Linked DNA regions of Macaca mulatta: region 1 is linked to region 2. A link is a contact called in public Hi-C data. All regions are on one chromosome and are shown on one strand. The core of a region is the stretch at or near the end of the contact, and the rest is flanking DNA. Distances in the headings are between cores, read along the strand shown.

Region 1 (2,700 bases), core at 110-2,609, 110 kb after region 2:
GTGGATATTATAATTACCCTGATTTTATCATGACATATTGTATGCATATATCAAAATATCACACGTACCCCATAAATATGTATATTATGTACCAAAAAAAAAAAAAAAAAACGAAAATAAGCAGCAAAAACCACTTCCAGCTAGCATGGTGCTTACAAAATGCCTAAGCTCAGTTATCAGCCAATGAGAGGCATTATCATATCACCACCATAAAATGGGGGAACTGATGAACTGCAGTCTTCATCTTTAAAAAAATTCTTTGTCCCATTTCCTGTCTTTAGAAACTAGCCTCTGGGCTGGATGGGATTCCCCGCTTCTCCTGTAAAATGCAAAATTGAGCCCTCAAATTGTGGTTTCAATTTACACGTTTCACAGTCCTCTGAGAAGACACTAAGGTTGGAGGATGCAGGAAGGCCTTAAATAATTAACCTTTTGACTCAAGGGCTCTGAAGATTCCCCCAAGCATTTTTGGAAACACAACACTACGTGGTTAAGACTGGGTTCAAGTACACTCCACAGCTACGTTCTGGTGGTGCTCAAGGGACAAATGTTGTGCTAAATACAAGCCAAGACTGGATTTTAGTGTGGGAAGGCGCATGAATTCAGAGGAAAAAGTGAGGATTTACAACCCACCTGCTAATACTGTGGGTAAAATAATTTCTCTCTCTGAATCTTTAGTAGTCACATTTATTTAAACGGAGGTGGTTCAGTCGAAAGGATGGTTACGATGATTAAATGAGCCAATAATGAAAACAACATGTCTTGTAATAATAGAAGCAGCTCACCTTTATTGAGTCCTGTATCATACTTTACATCTACTACCCTATTCAGTACCCAAAGGCCCCCATCATTTGCCAAATGGGCGTCCAGCCGCAGCGGGACCACCTACAGAGGCTGTACCGGAGCCCACGTCCCTGTGGCTTTCGAGCGCCGAGTCTGCAGCGGCCAGCGCGCCTGACGTGGCAGCTCCGGTCACGTCACACAATGTGGCTACTCCAGGCGCCCGCTGCCCGGCCACCGCAGGCCTTCTCTGGCCACCCCTCAAGCAGGTCGCGCAAACGCCATTCCGGGCAGGAGCGCCAGCGCAGATGGCCAACCTCCCCGCCAGGCCGCTCCCACCCGGGACCCTCCGCGGAGGCCGCTCCGGGGCCAGGAGGCGGCTTCCAGGCTCGAGACCCCGCCTCCCGGGCCCTGCCCGCCCGCAAAAGCCTTCGACACACCTGCAGGGTCTCGGCCTCTGCTCCTGGCCAGCGCCGGGCCCAGGCCCCGCCCTTTGCGGCCCAGCCGAGACCCGGAGGCAGCGGAGTCCTCTCCCCACCCTAGGGCGTAAGACAAAAACGCCGACGCCAGAAAGGAGACGGCACTGCACATGCGCAGAACGTTTCCCGAGCCCTGCTCCAGAACTACGCTTCCCAGAAGGCCCGGCTGCGACTCCATCTTGGATGACGTCGTGAGGCGCGGCCTCCTCCAGGGTCCTGAGTGTTTGCGGTCGGGTTTCCTGGGGCTGGCGCTGGCTTCGCTCGGTGATGGCGGAGAGCTGAACCTTCGCACGTCCGCGCTTGAAGACAGAAGGCTACCGTGAGGTGCCCCAAGGAACACTGATGGGCAGTTTTGTTAAAGTGGTTGAACTCCGTGGGTACAAAAGTACATGGAGTAATGAAGGGTAATGCCGTGTAACCGCTTCTTCTTAGGAATGCTAGCTTTCACAATTGTGCAAACGATACGCAAAACGTAATAAACTACAAAATATGTATAAGCTAAAATAAAACGAGTGTACCACTTCCCAAAAGCAAAATTGCTTAGTGTTAGGTGTACATCCTTCTCATGAATTTACACAAATTTTAACCTAATGGTATAGAGTATCATGACTATCATTTCACTAAGGAATATATATAACCATCCCTCCTTATCCCGGGGGTCCTTATCTATGGATTCAACTAAGCTCGGAATGAAAATACTTAAAAATTCAATCTTACTGAGGATGTACAAACTTTTCCCCTTGTCATTATACCCTAAACAATACAATACAACTTTACATAGTATTTGCACTGTGTTAGGTTTACAATTAATCTACACATAATTTAAAGTATCCTGGAGGAGGTGTGTAAGTTATGCAAATACCAGGTTATTTTCTACCAGAGACTTGAACATCCCTGGATTTGAGTAATCCAGGGAGGTCCTGGAACTAATCACCCACGGATACAGAGAGAGGACTTGGCTGTATATGTAAAACAAATTATGTATTTCCTGGTCAATAACTTTATTACATTAAAACAAGTAGAATCATCTAGGGAAAAAAACCATATATTGTCATGTGTATAAACACAAATGTATATACATATACAAAATATGCACACATAATACACACACACACACACACACACACACACACCCCACTTTTCTGGTTGGGAGGTATTGAGGAAATAATTTAAAATAAAGCCTCTTGCCAACCCAGAAAATTATCTCCACAGATGGAGAAAAGAACAAAACAGTTACATTATTGAATAAACATTAAACCAGACTGCAATGTGCGTCACAGGCAACCCACTAATGATTTTATGAAGACAAGAAGAACTATCATTTTTTATATTAGCAGGTCTGGTACAACGCATTCCATTTTCTCAAGGTAAAAGATAACTTGTCCTCAAGACGACTGTATGACACCATTTGCTATGCATAATTCATCTGAAATTCACCTGA
Region 2 (2,700 bases), core at 142-2,641:
CCATTAACGCCCTGAGGTCAGACAATGCAAAAAACCTCTAAAAAAAGGGATGCGGTGTTTAACCAAGTTTAAAAATGTTCTAACTTGCTAACAATTCCTCAAAAGGATCTTTTAATGAGAAACTGTGACATAGAGCAACAAAATAGGAAGCAGTGGCTAGGGAAACTGCAGACTTGACTTCTAATCTCAGTCTGCCTCTAACGAATGACAAGATCTGAACTAGTCACCTCCTCAAACTCAGTTTTGTTTTCCCGTTTTCAAATAAGATCAAAACAGATAACCCAAGTAGGACCTGCCTGCACTACCATCCGGCGGGGTATCAGGCCAGGAGAGGAGGAAGCTCAGCAGTTCATCTGGATGTGCCGGGTGTTCGCGGAGGGGTGATGACAGCATTTCCTTCGCTGTGGCCGTGAGCCTTTCACCCGTCCCTACCCTCAGACTCTCCAGAGGTGACACTCCTGTTAGCCTGCGCGCCCACCCCTCAACTCCAGCTCACCTCTCTCTTCTTAAACTTGTCCCAGACCTTGCACCGGCACACAGACTCCGACGGCTTCAGGATACTGTGCCATGATTACACATAATACATAAACGAACGCGCAACGTGTAAATAATTACTTGGGATACGAGGGCGGTCAGAGCCAGAAGGGGCCCTGGTGGGCAGCTAGGCCAGCCCCTTTGCTCCTGCACTCCACCCGCAGAGGCCCTGGGGCCGGTGCAGGCGGACTCTCCCAGGAAACGCACACCCAGTAAATACAGCACCTAAACAACGAAAGTGCTCAAAACAACCCAAGGCGGCAAGTATTCCAGATATCCGCAATTTACAGAGAGGAAAACCGAGTCTCCCGTGGGTAATTGTGTCTAATTCATTTGTCGCGCACCCGGCGCAGTCGTTCTCCCCCGCAGCCCCGCCCCCTCCCCGCGGGCCCAGCGCACAAAAAGCACACACGCAGATATCAAACGCCATGCGCACGCGCACGGCAAACGTCACACGCTACGCACGCGGGCTGTTCCCCCCGCCCCCCGGAGCCAGTTCCCTCCCCTTCGGGCTAACGCGCACTATCCATTCGCTGCTACAAGACTCAGCTGGAGGCCAGGCGCAGGGACTTGACGCATAAGGACCCCCGCGAGCCCCGGAACTCACGTTCCCACGCCAGACCTCATCCTTTTATGATAGAGACGCCCTTGCCCCACGGTCCCTTCAACGCCGCAGGCGCCAGGGATCCCTCCCCACCTTCGAGCTATAGCCGCTGCCCGCCCGCCTTTGGGGCAGCGCGGGGACCCCCTGGCCCTCGCCCAGTACTCCGGGGCTCACCCGCCGCTTCTCGCCGCGTGGACCCGGAGGCGAGGGGTTTCCCACAACGGACTGGAGGCCGAGGAAGGACACGCCAGAAGGGGAAGGCGGGGATGCACATGCGCAGAGGGAGCGGCCGAGCGCCCGAGTTAGGCTGGTGGCTGCGGGGCATGGAAGCGGCGCTACCTCCTAGAAGCGAAGCCCCAGGAGGCTGTTGGTCTGCTCTGGCCGCAGCCCTCAATTGTAAAATGAGGCTAATGATAGTGCCTAGCTAGTAGGAGTTTTATGAGAATTGGAGGCGCTTACGTTGTAAAAGCACTTAAACCGGTGTCTGACACATACATTGTTCAGTATATTTTTCAAGATTCCCCATTTTGTATCATGCTGGTCATCATAAATGAGGCTTTCCTACAAAACAGCCTTGTTTAGTGGGTTGAGAGATTACTGTCTCAGTTACCCACTCTTGCTTGGAACCAGGATTCTGTCAGTACCCCCAGAGGTTGTGGATCAAACCAATGTGCCTTTTAGACACAAGCCAGGAGAAGGAAAGGTGTGCTTGAATTCATTCACGAACATGCATGTTAATGTTTAACTGAAAGACTAGAAGAGAATAACGTCTGTGACCAGTATGGTTATTCTCTGGAATAAGGAAAAATAGAAGCTAGCAATTCAAGACCCAAACATAAAATTGTTTATATGTTTAAAAAAAAAAAAAAAAAAAAGCTGTTTGAGTAACGTATTTGAAGAAAAAGCACGCTCTTATTTTACCCAAAACTACGCATACATTCTTTCATGTGCATATCTGGCATTTTCAGCACACTATGAGCATATGGGTGTGTTACAACTTTTCATTTAAAAAATCAACTCCTTGGTCATTGTCCATTTTTTTAAAACTTTTCATTTGCTCATAATTTCAGATTTACAGAAGAGTTGCAAAGATAGTTCCCATATGCCTTTCACCCAGATTCTATTAGCGTTAGTATTTTACATGACCATGGTATATTTATCAAACTAAGAAAATACCACGGGTATAAACTGCAGAGTTTATTCAGACTTAAGCAGTTCTTCCACTAATGCCCTTTTTCTGTTCCAGCATCCAATCAAGGATATTGTTACCGGGGGTCCTTGCTCCCAGAGCGCCCAAGATGGTGCTTGGCCACTTCCAAGATGGTGGCAAACCTCGTGTTCTCTGACCTGGGTTTCTTTGCCTCACAGATTCCAAGGAATGGAATCTTAGGCTATGCAGTGAGTGTTATAGCTCTATTAGAAGCCGTGGGTCATGGAAGAGAACTGAAACCCAGTGACTAGTGTTCAGCTCCATTAGGACAAACCCGGGACTTAGCTGTGCAGAAACAATGGCAAACCTTTAGCCAGACTGGAGCAGCAGTGGGCGCCTCGCTGGATCAGGA

The links. A called contact is a pair of places that touch in the nucleus more often than the background predicts.
Region 1: a contact with region 2 is called in a Hi-C map of fetal cortex germinal zone, with 2.7 times the contacts expected there. The contact joins the promoter of LOC701129 here to the promoter of ZNF248 in region 2. A contact is called at or near these places in 5 of 14 Hi-C or Micro-C datasets (CD4 T cells, blood, fetal cortex germinal zone and 2 more).

What each region holds. Positions count from the first base shown.
Region 1 is chr9:53,348,645-53,351,344 of T2T-MMU8v2.0, forward strand. It overlaps LOC701129, which reads right to left and starts at 1,360. Exons shown (of 7, transcript XM_077946268.1): 1 at 786-1,360.
Region 2 is chr9:53,235,296-53,237,995 of T2T-MMU8v2.0, forward strand. It overlaps ZNF248 (zinc finger protein 248), which reads right to left and starts at 1,392. Exons shown (of 4, transcript XM_077946261.1): 1 at 1,313-1,392.